Linked DNA regions of Hordeum vulgare: region 1 is linked to region 2. The links are chromatin contacts, called in public Hi-C maps. All regions are on one chromosome and are shown on one strand. The core of a region is the stretch at or near the end of the contact, and the rest is flanking DNA. Distances in the headings are between cores, read along the strand shown.

The links. Hi-C and Micro-C count contacts between places; a contact is called where the count stands out from the background.
Region 1: a contact with region 2 is called in a Hi-C map of leaf, with 2.4 times the contacts expected there. The contact joins two enhancer-like sites. A contact is called at or near these places in 3 of 6 Hi-C or Micro-C datasets (leaf and seedling).

Annotation. Positions count from the first base shown.
Region 1 is chr6H:459,401,927-459,409,569 of MorexV3_pseudomolecules_assembly, reverse strand. No RefSeq gene overlaps it. Among protein-coding and RNA genes, the nearest start is that of LOC123404808, 270 kb to the left of the region's middle. Within about 2 kb of position 1,774, at least 3 of the 3 cell types and tissues checked have open chromatin away from gene starts, as enhancers often do. A contact at or near this core is called in leaf and seedling, where this site is marked.
Region 2 is chr6H:458,802,765-458,810,349 of MorexV3_pseudomolecules_assembly, reverse strand. No RefSeq gene overlaps it. Among protein-coding and RNA genes, the nearest start is that of LOC123405601, 17 kb to the right of the region's middle. Within about 2 kb of position 5,564, at least 3 of the 3 cell types and tissues checked have open chromatin away from gene starts, as enhancers often do. A contact at or near this core is called in leaf and seedling, where this site is marked.

The DNA.
Region 1 (7,643 bases), core at 525-3,024, 600 kb before region 2:
TAATTCCTTCGGGAGTACAAAAAAGTTTAAATCATTGGGCCAACCCAGTAACGGCTTGCTAAACTCTGCACTGTTTTTACAACCTAAGTGCTCTGTGCAGTTTTAATTATTTAAAAAATAGTGTATACTGCAAGATGATGTACTCCTCCGTCCCATAATTTAAGAGGATTTGCAAGCTATCTTAGCTTGCGGAAACGTATTATTTTATGAGAATAGTTTGCAAAACGTGTTATATTATGAAACGAAAGGGATAACTATTTAAAAAATTGTTAGCGTAAGCACATAAAATAATAATTTGACGGTCGTATGCAGAAACCAGTCCGGCACCACACATTTTGACCTTCGTACTAGCAGATATGCTCATCACTTTCTCCCATACCTCTCTGCCGTATAAGTTGTCTGTATGTTCTTAACCAGATATTGATATCGTTTTGCAGTTCTGGCCAGGTAGACCTGACCTCCACTGCCTGCACCACTCCTACTTTCAACTCGACCGTATATATGCTGGCATGCTACTGAAACTGTGTCCTGTGGTTTGCCAATTAGCTTTCACCTTTCAGATGCAGCTCTGCACGACTGCACCTCCACTGCCTGCAGATGTCTCCTCTGAGCTCTGAACATTTGGGCACTCGCCTCGGCTTGCAGATACTACTCTACCTGAGAGCACAAGACCCTGTCGATGAGTGAGAGTTATCACGTCCCAGGGAGCTGTCTGCACTGCAGATATTGCTTTGCGCAGACGACGAATCAACTTAGCTTGATGATCAGCCTCAAGCCCGTTCATCAACGCATTCCTTCGCGACCGAGAGGCCCACATGCCTGCAACGACGAGGAGGAGGTGAGATTGGACGTCCCAGACTCCCAGCCTTTCCAAGCACGCGTGCATCGCCATAGCATACGTGTTCGACTCGGACCGCGAGAAAGCAAAGCTAGCGGCAATGGCAATGGTGAAGTTACGTGCACCAATCTTCACCTTTGCTCCTGGGCCCTGCGTCTGCATGGCCACGTCTCACGCGCACATGCATGCATCAGCATGGCCGATCATGCACTCGAAACAACCAAGAATTCTGACGCAGCGGCCGATTTGACGGCGGGGTCAAACGGGCAGTCGACCTAGCATGAGCAGATCAGCCCCGCCGGCCGTCTAATCGCCCAGAGGTAATGCGCTGCGAATGCATCATGTAGATGTAATCCTTTATCCCTCCTCGCTTTGCTCCCCTGTTCATGTGCCATCGGGTGTGTACTTACCAGACTTTCCTGTTCAGTTATCAAATCAAACTGTTTAAAAGATAGATGGGTCTAAAGCATGCTTTCGTTTCCTGTCAAGTGTCAACTGTCATTACGTGCGCGTGGCGATGCCCGTGCATAACCGAGCCCGTGCACCTGCGCGGTTGTCGTGCTTTTTTTTTTTTTTTTTTTTACCGAACAGCTGGCTAACGTTCGATGTGAGGAGTGACATTTCACATTTGCAAACATTTTTACTGTTAGTTTTTTGAAGGTGCATGCATGGCATTTTTTCAGTGACGCATGTCAGTTCTGAGAGGAATGAAAATTTAAGGCAAAAAATAAGAAAAGCTGCAATCCTTTGATCTCGTGTGACAGCTAAAACTCCCAGCAAAATGTGTTCGTTTGGGATCGTTCTGTACGGAACGTCAGCGAGATAGCATTATCGTTTTTTTTTTCTTTTCTTTTCTAGAGAGAGCGCTAAAGCAAGGCTCTGCACTGGTGGGCCGATATGGGCCAGGCTTGCCCGTCCAACAGCGGAATCCACTCCGGCGGTTTCCACTGTGTGTCCCTTTCTTGGACTCGAAGCACGAAGCCGACGTGATGACATTCGCTGTGCGAGCTTTAGTTGGAGCGGTCTTTCGTCCGCTTCCACGAAAGGCTTGCACCCGCTTTCCCACGTAAAACCTCGGTCTGTCCGCTCCGGCATCTCATCTCCCCATCGCCTCCGTCCGGTCGCTTTCTCCCTCCCCTGCCCGACGACGCTGTTCACGCGCGCGGCTTATCGCCGGGGAGGCGGGACACGCGGGCCACCGCGTAAAGGCTCACCCAGGAAGAGCCGGGCCGGGCAGCCCCAGAACCGAAACCAAACCAAACGTTCGGCGCCGTCAGGCGAGGCGAGGCAACCAGCCAACAGTAAAAGCAGCAGCAGCAGCGGCGCTCGCGCGAACCCAGGGGCTCGGGGGTGGTCTCGCCGAGAATCGATCGAGCCTGCACGGCTTTGGAGGCGTACGTACTGGAGCTCCTGTGCGCAGGCGAAAGGGGGGGAGGGGAGGAGGGGAAAAGCCCCGCTCGCCGTCGTAAGGCTGCGCGGCCCGTACGGCGGTGACGTGCTCGATGTGCCGCCTTGACCCCTCCGCGCGGGGATGCGTGCTCGCCGGGGGAGGGCACGTCGGACGTGCTTCGTTCTCGCTTTGGTTGGTTGGCCCCCGTCCCTGCGTCGTCGAGGATCGCGCCGGCGCGATAGGGTTTGCCGCTCTGGGCGTTACAGGAATCTGCTTTCGGGAGATGTGGTGCCGCGCGCGCCTCGGGATCCGAAACCCGGCATTGTTTTGTTTGTGGCAGTGGCAGGGGCAGTGGCAGTGACAGGGGATCCGTTGGCTGCGTGACATTGCAGGGTGGTGGTGGATTGTTCCAAAACCAATCGGTTCGTGTGGATAGATTCTTGCCTCCCTAGCGTAGGTAGATGTGCATTTGCTTCTTTTAATCGGCTTAAGCACCAAGCAAAGGCAGCGGGTTTGTCTCCTAATCATTGGCTTTATAAACCGGGGATTAACTCGTGGAGAAGCAACTCAAAGGTACTCTCATGGCTGCATATGCTACTATAATGCTAATCAGGTGCGGCGTACACTACTTCCACGTAGTGTCCATTATTCTGTTTGGGCTAAACGAATGGGATCCGGCAGTCCATCACCACACATAATTACACATAATAAGCTAGCTAAAACTAGCATAATTAAGAGTTTTTTTTTTTGGCCATCACACCAGACCGTTGCATACGGAAACAAGCCCTTTATTATTGGCCACGACAGTCTTCGCTAACTCCTCAAGATTACCAGTCTTCGCTAACTCCAGGCCCTCTTCCGTTCACATGATTTGTAATCTAAAAATAAGAAAAACTTGCGAAGAGCGGCATACATTGTGTGATGGTTTCTCTATCATTGATCTTTCCATAGTCATGTTCTCCTATTATTGATCGTTTCATAGACAGGTCAACGATGATGTGAACACGAGGCTCTAGTAAATGATGATATGAACTCTGTGAGATTCTTTTGAATGAATTGTTTGACGTTGAAAAATAAGGTAACTGGTGCGGTAAAGGAATTCTTCTCTACATGGGTTACGTGAGAGTATGTGAATGATATTTATCGTTGTTATTATTCCTAAAGTTCAAAACCCAGCAAAACTGACAGATTTTTGCCCTATTGGCCTCTCCAATGTAATCTACGAGGTTGTTGCAAAGTTTTTGGTCAACAGATTACAACCTTTACTAGATATTATCATCTCCCCAACTCAGATTTCCTTCATACTAGTGAGAGTGATTACTTGTAAAGGCATCTCCAACACTGACCCTCAAATCGAACACCGCATCCGTCGACGGACCGGTCCGGACACTATTGCGGAAGACGACCATCCAACCATATTTCTCAAATTTATGTTTTTATTAACTGAAAAATACGGAAGCACACAATCTTCTGCCAAATTATTTCATTAAGCTAGTAACCTTCCGCTCGCTGCTAACATGTTATTACGTGATGCAGTTTCTAAGAAAAGTTTACTAACATAATGTTACCTTTGGGGTTGCCCATCACAAGGTGGTGAGGAGGCTTTTCATAGAATCCATAGCTCAGCCCATACCTACATATATCACGAGTGTCTTCAAGTTACCTTTGGGTTTATGTGATGATATTAGTCAGATGATTAGAAATACCGGTGGGGCATTAAGAAGGCGAAGTGGAAGGCACATTGGAAGTCTTGGGACGATCTTCTCACACCAAAAAATATGGGTATGATTGAGTTTCTAAACTTTCCTCTCTTTAATCAAGCCTTACTTGCACGTGAGTCATGCCGATTCCTTGCTATCCGAGACGCCTTGTGTGCAAGAGTATCGAGAGCAAAGTATTGCCCTAGTGGAAGGCTGGAGGATATAATGTTATTGGGGAATCCATCTTAATTGCAAGGGATAACATATGGACTGGAGTTGTTGAAAATTGGGATTGGTATGGCGCATAGGGAATGACACTCACTTGAGAATCTGGAGTGATTGGTGGATTCCCCAAAAAACACCTTACAACATCATCTCCCGAAAGAAGATGTAGATTGCATTGGGTCGATGAGCTGCTGGATATGAATGGTACATGGGAAGTTAATATTTTTCGTTAATACTTCTCGATACCCGATGTCTCACATGATATGAACACATGGTCGAAATGTTTTTCTCAAATGTTACACGACCAATCAGAGGTCGAGAGACCGAAGATTCTAACGATACTTTGAAGGTTCTCGATTGTTTGAAATGGGATAGTACATGGAAAGGTTGCATCACGAGTTTAACCTTCTGAATTTTTTCTTTGCGGCTGTGTTTCTTCTATCCCGAGACATACTAGTGGAAAACGGGCCTTTGGCCGGGACCCTTTAGTCCCGGCCTGCCTCTGGGTGAAGGCCCGTCCACGTCGCCCCAATTCTCAATGCCTCCCTCGAGGCTTTAGTCCCGGCCCGTAAGGAGCCTTTAGTCCTGGTTCGTGTCCCAAACCGGGACTAAAGGGCTACGCGGCGGGCAGTGGTGGTGGCAACCGTTCGTATCCCCCTTTAGTCCCGGTTGGTGGCTCAACCCGGGACTAAAGGACTAACACGTGGCCTGCCGTAGTGGTGGCAACCGTTGGTATACCTCTTTAGTCCCGGTTGGTGGGTCAACCCGGGACTAAAGGCCCAAACGGTTTGCATCCCGCGTCGTTTCGGGCGATGAAAAGCACGAACCGAAGCACACAGTCGCCATTTCTCTGTTTCTTCTTCTCTCTCGCTCTTGCTCTCTGTTCTTCTCCTCTCTTCTTCCCTTCTCTTCTTCCACCATGCCAACTAAATTTCTTAAGGTGCTCGCTCATGGCACGACCAAGCTCGATGTCGTGTACATGAACGAGAGCAGGGAGGTGCCGTTTTTTCTTCAACAGTTGAAGGAAAAATGGTTTGACGACGCAATGGAGCATGAGAAGTTCTTGGGGCTTGATCTGGAGTACACGGCCGATCAACGCGGTGTTGCCGTCATCCAACTATGCTTCGCACGCCATGTCTTGATCTTCCAATGGGCGAGGTAAGTTCTGAGGCTTTCTTTGATCCAAAATAATGACATTGTAAGTTTATTTGTTTCAATCATAGTTGGTTCCCTTCAAATAGTTGTAGTGAAACAATTTTGATTAGTTGAAGGGGAACACAATCTAATTGGAATAGTGTTCCATAATCTGAAAAATCGTATTAGAATCAACTAGTGTTTAATATGTTCCATTGGAATCATAGTTGGTTCCCTTCAAATAGTTGTAGTGAAACAATTTTGATTAGTTGAAGGGGAACACAATCTGATTGGAATAGTGTTCCATAATCTGAAAAATCGTATTAGAATCAAGTAGTGTTTAATATGTTCCATTGGAATCATAGTTGGTTCGCTTCAAATAGTTGTAGTGAAACAATTTTGATTAGTTGTAGTGAACACAATCTGATTGGAATAGTGTTCCACAATCTGAAAAATCTGATTGGTTCAATATGTTCCATTGAAATCATAGTTGTAGTGATACAATTTTATGCGGTGTTCTTTGATCCAAGGTTATGAAAATTGCATATAGCTAGTGATCTCTCTAGGTTCCATTGGATAGCAATATGATATGTCATAGTCATGAAAATTGCATATAGCTAGTGATCTCTCTAGGCTCCATTGGATAGCTATAGTGATCTCTCTAGGTTCCATTGCATATGTTCTATTTGAATCCTAAAGATAATTTTCTCTTTAGTTGTAGTGAAACATGTTTCCTTATTGCAGCAGTATGTAACATTTGTTCCATTTTAATTTGTTTCTGTTGCAGGAGTGACAATCATTGTCCAGAACTCATGGACTTCCTTCGCAGTGGCATCACTTTTGCTAGCGTTGACATAAGGAACGACAAGCTGAAGATGAGGCACAACTTCGATATTGAGATACCAGCTGGTTGCCTCGTTGATCTCCAAACGGTATTCAGGCTTCGACATGAGAGGACTTCGATGGCTCATATGGCAGTTGCCTTGATCGACGAGGAATATGGTGATATGAAGACCAGTTTCCCAAAGTCTCAGCACAAACTTTGGGAGAAGGGCCCACTTGATCCTATCAACATTGAGTATGCAGCAAAAGATGCATACGTTTCATACGAGTTGTACCGCAAGATTCGAGTCCTCAACTATGGCCAGCGTCACCTCGAGGAAGGTGGACATTCTGATTCAGACGATTCAGACGAGTAGTGTTCTCAATGTCGAACACTTGTATATATATATATGGTAGCTATTATTATGTACTGTTTGGACTAGTATCATATACTGCTTGGACCAATTTATATATGTCTAGTTTTTGTTTGTGCCATTATAGTTTCCAAATTTGAATGGTTTAGCCCTGTCTAACTTCATTTGCTACTTTTGAATGGTTTAGCCCTTTCTAACTTCATGGTCTCATGCATTTCGACCACATATATATACAAAAAGAAGTGTCCACCATACATGAGAAGAAGAATGCAGACTGTTGTTGTGGGGGTTGCTTCTCCTTCTTCTCTTTGTGCTAGATATTTGTTATGCACTAGGAGAAGAAGGAGTAGCGACCATCATCGACGGTCGAAAAATCAGGTGAGGGAGTGTCCACCATACATGAGAGAAGAAGAATGTCGACTGTTGCTGTGGGGGGTCGTTTCTCCTTCTTCTCCTTGTGCTAGATATTGGTTATGCACTAGGGTAAGTAGGAGTAGCGACCATCATCGACGGTTGAAAAATCAGGTGAGCTAGTGTCCACCATATATGAGAGAAGTAGAATGTCGTCTCTTATTGTGGGGGTCGCTTCTACTTCGAGAGAGATTGTCCGTTTTGTACACGAAGTGCATCCAGTTTTTGTCGTAGCCCTCTCAACTTTTTAACACATGTTATGTGGGTGAAATGATGATAGCATGCCAACTTTCAACATTTTCAGAGTTCATTTGTAGTGCTTTTCAATTTCAGGGTCAACTAGCTAAAAAAATAAGTAAATGCACGAAAAATACCAAATGAAGTCAGAAATTGCTGAAAATTTGTGATGTGCCTTTGAATGGTGCATTTTGAACACACAAAAAGTATGGAGTTCAAATAAGTTCAAAAAATGAAATCCCTTTGTAAGAGATGAGTTCTCGTTCAAAACGCTGATACTTCGAGAGAGATTGTCCGTTTTGTACACGAAGTGCATCCAGTTTTTGTCGTAGCCCTCTCAACTTTTTAACACATGCTATGTGGGTGAAATGATGATAGCATGCCAACTTTCAACATTTTCAGAGTTCATTTGTAGTGCTTTTCAATTTCAGGGTCAATTAGCTTAAAAAAAATAAGTAAATGCACGAAGAATACCAAATGAAGTCAGAAATTGCTGAAATTTTATGATGTGC
Region 2 (7,585 bases), core at 4,315-6,814:
CCACATCATCGAAATTGCCTAGTTGGCATGCATGATACTACCTATGATACTTTCATTACGGGCAGCCTTCGGATTAAATCACTGTTCTAATTCTTTTAATAATCTTTTTTACAAATGAATTTGATATGGAAGTATTTCACGATCTGTTTCTTTTGATAACGCGAGAGACCGTGGCGTTTCTGTTTCATATGGAAACGCCTAGATAGCTTGTGTTGTCGCTCCATATAGAAATGCCTAGGTAGATCGCGTTGCACACCATATGGAAACACCAGGGTATTTGACGTTTCTACCTAGGCTAGAAACGCCATGTGGCTTGACGTTGCTGACCTTAATTTTGAAATCTTGTCTCTTGTCTCTTCCTTATCAGGTCGACTTTTCAAACAAGTGACAATCTCTACTCCAGCAACGCCAATCCCAAGGCGTTGCTGCTTCTGCCTCAGCGCCTCGTGGTCCTAACGTGCTTGTTGACAATCTCTATTCCAGAAACGCCAACTCCCATGTCGTTTCCAGCCTGGGTAGAAATGCCAAATACCCTGGCGTTGCCATATGGTCTACAACGCGAGCTAGTTCGGCGTTGGAATGTGGAGCAGAAACGTGAAGCTAGACTAGCGTTTCTACGTGCATCGGCAGCGCCACAGGCTGTGGCGTTTCTAAAAGGGCCAGATCGTGAAATACTTTCATATCGAGTTCAGTTTGTGACACATATTGCTGAGAGGGTCAGAACAGTGCAAAAACCCGATCTATTGTTTGACGACAATTACCATTGTCGGCTGGGCGCTGCTTTTTTTTAATTAGAGAAACAATATGAATTCATCGACCGATCCAACTCATGGTCCGACCGCGTGTGTTTGGAGCCAAACGGATAAAACATGTCACTCAATGTGCGGAGCAAACAAACCAATATTTGTTTTTTGTCCACTTTCGATCCATTTCTGTTTCAATTTTGGGATGTGTTTGCGGCCGAACGAAAACGTACGGACGGGCGGGACGTGCGTCCTTGTCCTCCCCGTGGCGTGCTCGTTAGGGACACGATCGCCCCGCTTTCCCTGCATTTTGCCCAAAACTCTCCCGTGCCCCCCTCTGCCCCTTCCCCATTGCCGACGATACAACGAATCCCGGTGACCCAACCACGACCGCACACTCCGCGGCGAAGAAGAATGCTTCCAAGAAGCCGCGGTCGGAGCTCACACCGGTGGAGCTCACCAAGGTTGACATTGACTCGACCAAGATGAGGGACCATCGGAACATGCAGCAGAGAAGAAGGCCACTGCGAACATCGCCACCGAGGCAGCCGCGTTGCGTGTCGTGCAACACAAGGCTGACGTTGAAGCCAAGGAGGCCATCGCTACCAAGGCATACACCCTCCTCATGTTAGGGTTGTGCCGACCCTCGGTGGCCATTTTATTGATACATGCCATGGCCGCGGCCAGCACACGCTCGTGAGTCATTTGTCCTTTGTAGCACCGTTCCCACGGCTTGTCTGTCACGCCCGAGGCATATCGCGTACCACCGCTCCACGACCATGGGAAGACATGGTTCTCCACGTCCTCGGAGTGCGTGGTCGGTCCGGCCATGCCTGCGGGCTTCATCGACCTGAACGTCACACCGAGGTACACTGACGCCTGCTAGCCATCTGACATGATGCAAAGGAAGCGGCCTCGGTCATTCCCTTCAGCGAACATGGCCCCCGTCCGTAGGCTGTTCGACGGAATGCCACCGCCAACGTTGATGGTTGACGACCCTGACTACATGGCGTTCATGGAGAACGTCATCTTCGAGGGACCTGGTGAGGCCTTCCACGTCGACGACCAAGGCCAAGATTTTGATCCTGATGCGACCCAAAGCTAGGACGACCGAGGCCACTATGAAAACACTCAATTTTCCGGTCATGATGACGATGGGGATGACCATGGCAACTCTTGTCATGTAGATGATGACTTGTATTGTGAAGATGAGGAGGAAGATATCGGCATTTTCGCGGAACCATTGGTGTTCGTTGACGAGCTCACCCAAAGGACCGAGGCACAAAAGATGAGGCAAAGCATTCGCACGGGATCATACACTCAATTGAAGGACACATTTATTTGCGATAGTTGGATGGAGATAGGCCAGATCCTATGAAAGGTGTCGAGCAAAAAGGATCTGTCTTTTGGATGAGAGTTCACACCACCTTTCATGAGCAAAGCAAGTTTCCCCTACCAATTTGCAAGCACCCGTGACATCAATTCAATCCAAAAGAGATGAGGGTTCATCCAACAAGAGTGCAACACATATTGTGCCGCGCTTGAGAGCGTTCAAGCCCGTCCCGTGAGTTGCTTAGGCATTGATGACTTGGTATGAACCTCTCATTATTTTCGTCATGTGTCCATTGATGTTGGCATGCAATTTATGTTTCGATGTATTTTGTGTTCTTCCATGTTACAATTGTGGCCGCATCTTTGGTTGTGTAGGCATTCCAATCTTTGGAAGCCTTCAAGGCCCGTCACAAGGACAAGTCGTTTATTCTCACACATTGTTCGAGCTCATAAAAGATTGCCCCAAGTTCAAAGACCAATATGCCGCTCGTAAGAAGAAAGGCGGGAAGGCGGTCAAGGCCGACGAGGGAGACTTTCTCAAGAGGCCGAGGGGGAATACAAGCTCAAAGCCCGCCGAGAAGCGTGATGTGGATTCTATAGCCTTGGAAGGAACATTGGAGAACATGATGAGCCAAAAGAAAGTGATGGAAGAGAGAAGGAGCAAAGTGAAGGAGGAGAAAATGAAGATCTACCTAGATCTCCAAACGAAGAAGCTTGAGAAGGAGGAGGTCGTGAAGAGGAGGAAGCTTGTCATCGGGGAGGCCACTCAAATCGAGAAGCTTGAGATCGATGCAACCAATGCTGAGACCAAATAAAAAGAGGTGACACTCGCCTTCATGAATGTAGACAAGAACAACATGTCACCGGAGGCGGAGGCTTGGTTCGTGAACTGGCAAAGGGAGATGCTCACTCACGACGACATGAACTAGGTGAGATCTCGACCGGTTCGCCGGACGCTGGCTTCGTTGCCGGCGCCAAAAACTTGTCCATTTTGAAGGATGGCTTGTGTGCCGGCCGCTGCTTTGTTGGGGGGCCCAAAACTTGTGCATTTTGATGGCTGGCTAGTGTGTCGGCTGCTGGCTATGTTTCCGGCATGAAATTTGGGTGACCATTATGTAGAGCGTTGGCTTTGTTGTCGGTCGGCATGAACTCGCAAGAACACATCCGTCGTCGTGAACTACCGCCATTGCATTTAGCTACATCCTTTGTTCAATTCGGTTTTTTGCATGCACGAGGACGATATGCGGTCGAAATGCAGGGCCTCGCGTTGGACACACGACCGGAGTATCCACAAATCCTGACGGACACGGCCCCATTGCCACCCCAATCAGACAAAAAGTGAAGGAAACACACGTTCATTTGGGGTCGTGCGTTGGAGTTGGCCTAAAGGAATGATCCGCTGCACCGTCCATGTGACACGTGCCTCACCACGTACCAACAACCTGCCCATGCTTCTCCCTTATCCTTTCATCTCGAGAAACAAGAGAAGCCACATGTAGTATGCGCTAGCAGCACAACCCAGCGAGGTGGTCCTCGACTAGCCATGAGCCCGAGTCTTCGGTTGGCCGCCATGGTGCTCCATTATAGTAGGGGGTTGGGTGCGGTTGCCACCTTGGCGAGCCACGGTCGGATGCAGTTTCCATTGTTGCCGCCTGCCTCTACCACGTCGCCCACCTTACCGGAGCAAAGGAGCGGCCATGCGACCTCGTCGGAGGTCCATGGCTCGTCGGCGACGGGGACGGGCGGCGCCTCTCCTTCCTCGGCATCGTTTGACACAACTCTCCGTGAACGACAATGATGTTGCAAGAAAATTTTCTACAGCATTAGTTATGTTTCAAAACAGTTTAGTTAAAAAACCATGCAACATTAGCTTTGTTGCAGAAAAATTTCTGCAACAATATATATGTTGTAGAAGTTCTGAAACATGAACCCTATTGCAACCGTTAGAACGAAACATCATCCTTGTTGTAAAGCTGATAGTTTAACCTAACGACCATCCCATATTGAATACAATGGCTCGCGAGGCGATGAATCTCTTAAAAAGATTCACCGACGGACGCGTAAGGTTGCCCTTTTTATTAACATGAAAAGCTTATATTCAATTAGAAGCACCTTGTAGAGGAAAGTGTGAATGGACTCACACTTGACCTGGAGAGAATATCTCTAGCAAGGCGAAGACATGTGTAACAAGAAAGGCGCCCAACGACTCTAGCGAGTCAGCATACCACGACGGTCGTGAAGCAGCAAGTGAACAAGCCCTTTTTTCATTTTTTTCTTCGTATCATCTTTTTTATTTTAAGTCGGTTTTATTTTAATTTGAAAATTCTTCACTAATTCGAAATAATATTCGAGAATGGAAAAAGAATCATGAACTAAAAATAAGTCATGAATTAAAAATATTTTTTCAAATTAAAAAATGCTCCCTAAAATCTTTGCGACTTACAAAGTAAGTTTGTGAACTCAAAACAATTATCAAATTTGATTTTTTTATGAATTTTAAAAATTTCCCAAATTGAGAGATGCTCAGAACTTCTTAAAAATGTTCATAAATTTAAAAAATATTCACACATATAAAATATATTCATGAATTCAAAACAGAACTGTGTATTCAAGAAATATTTGCTAATTCACAAAAAATCATGAATTAAACAAATGTTAAAGAATTCAAATTTTATGAGTTAAAAATATGATCCCCAATTCAAGGAATGTTCCTGAATTTGAAAAAACACAAGTGCATTCAAAAGTGTTCACGTATGCAAGAAGATTTACCAATTTAGAAAATGTTCATATTCAAAAAGTGTTCAAGTAGTCAAAACAAAATTTTAATTGAAAAATGATAACGAATTAAAAAAATGTTAATGAATTTTCAAAATACAAACGAATTGAAAAAGATCGCATATTCAAGAAAAATTCGCTAATTAAAAAATATTCATGAATTCAAAAAGATCACATATCCCACAAAAACTCACTAATTCAAATAGTGTTTGTAAATTGAGAAAAATGAATGAGAATTCAACAAAAGTTCAAGAATTCAATATTTTGTGAACTAAGAAATGATCACCAATTCAAAAAATGTCCATGCATTCAAAAATCATCATTGAATTAAAGAATGTTCATGTGTTCAAGAAAATTTGCCAATGATAAAATGTTCATGAATTCGAATTTTTTTATAAATTCAAAAGACAATGAATTTAAAAAAATCACGTATTGAAAAAATGGCTTTGAATATTAAAATGTTCATGGATATGAAAAATGTTCATGGGTTTAAAATAATATTCATGAATTGAAAATATTCACGAATTTAGGAAAAGTTAAAACTTTTAAAGGTAAAAATTCGAAAATGTTCCTTACTTTTGAAAATAAAAAAATTGGAAGAAAAAAAAGAAAAAAAAAGTAACAAAGAAGGAAAAAGACCGAAGTTAGGGTGCCAAAGAAAACCTGAAGAACCCCCGCTGGCCCCGCATAGCGAGATTTACTTGGCCGGCCCACTTTGAGCGCCCTGTTGGTAAGAGCAGCAGCGGAGACAGGCCCCAGGCAGCCCGGCCTGCTGCATGTGGCGTAAGGCTTCTTTCCTTCTGTTACTGTAGCGATCAATGTAGCTACAATGGTACAGTGCATCAAGGAATAGGCACAGCACGAAAAAACACGTTTTTTATTTATTTTATCGCGAGAGGCACGTTTTTTTCGTGAATTTTTTTTCGTCAAAACCTATCACTATCGGATCTAGTTTTAAAAATCTCGACGCCAGAAACCCAACAGAGAAAACGGGTCGAAATTTGAACGCACGGTCTAGGAAATGAAACATTTTAAAAATACGGATCTACGAGAAATGAAAAACTCCGAGGTAGCAACACACATATAAGACGTCACTTGTCGCAACGTGAAGAGGTAAGAGTGATTTTTAAATGGTGTATTCCTCGGTTAGTGATTTAGCGTGTTGGTGACTCCCTCAGGTTGAATAATAATTAACATTTTTTAAGCTCTCGACAGTGGGGTAAGCCCCCACTGATTTCAGTTCATCAATAGAAGAGTGTACAAGTTACAAGAAGTATTTACATCACACAAGGGGGAGGGGGCAGGGAAGACAAAATGAAAACAAGCCTAGGAGGACAAGACTAGGAGGTGCTGGCTAGGAATAGTTCGATGAAAGGGTGTAGCCCTTCCTTGGTTACGTGTTTCATGAGAGCAAAGTCCTCCTTAAACCTGGTCAACCAAGAAGCATGAGACAACATAATCCCTGTGAAATGTTTATTGTTGCGTTCTTTCCAAATCTCCCATGCAGTCACGGTAAATATTTCCAAGAACAATGGCCTCGTCCATTCGCTTCTCCCAGCATGAAGCAACTGAAATCGGTTCCCATCAGCTGGCCAAGCAATCCCAAAGGAGTCCCAACAGGTAGCACTGAATGGACACTGGAAAACGGTTGCTCAAGTGTTTCATCCGGGGGGTTAGAGCACAACAAACAAGTGTGGATATTACCCTACAGTGGGACGTTATGCCTTCTCAACATATCCCTCGTGTTGATTCGGTGGGCCAGGAGCAACTACGCAAAGAATTTCCACATCATTGTGCATTTTGATTTCCATCGCCAAGAAAACTGATCATCAGCCTGCATGTCATAAATGCAATGGGTGTAATATTTGCTAGCCTAGAACTGTGATCCACCCCAAGTACAGATCAATTTGTGAGGCCGTTCTAGGTCAATGGCCATGTCTTGAACCTCTACCGGTATGTCCTGGACCTCTAGTCTGTCCTGCGGTGAGAGCGGAAGGAGGAAGTTTTCTCCAATGGCATGGGTCGTCAAAATATTTCTGACGAACACAACTTCTGTCCTGGCAAATGAGAAGGCCCTTGGATGTCTTTCAGACAAAATATCATGACACCATAGGTCTTCCCAAAACAAGGTTGTAGATGGATCTCCAATCTCCACATGTGTGACCCCTTTGTAAATTGCCGACAACTGAAGAATGTCACGCCACCAAAACGGTCCACATGCAACGGATGCGTGCGGTATCCTGTTCTGATAGTAGGCAGTCCAGACCAAGGTGACACACGGGACATGAAGTCTGTTGTAAGACTTATGCATTTGTTTAAGGACAAGCCCTCGATTTTGAACTTTGAGATCCAATATACCAAGCCCGCCCGTGCATTTTGATCCGCACACAATATCCCTTGGCGCCACATAGTGTTAGTAAAGCTTGTGAGGTGTTCCAAGATTTTCATGGGAATTCTGATGGAGCATATATTGCGTAGATGGCCAGTGAGGTAACGACAAAGTTGACCAACGTGAGCTTAGGCTGGTCATAGTGAAAAGTATCATATAGTAGTATCATGCATATGATACTATGGTATGATACCACCTTTATAATGCATAGTATCATAAACTAGTATCATAAATGGTCTAATTTATTGATATGCAAGACACATAGTAACATAACATTTAACATGTTACGGTATCTAGCTATGTTACTTTAACCCCCTCTCTCTTCTTTAATTGTCTGCCACATCAG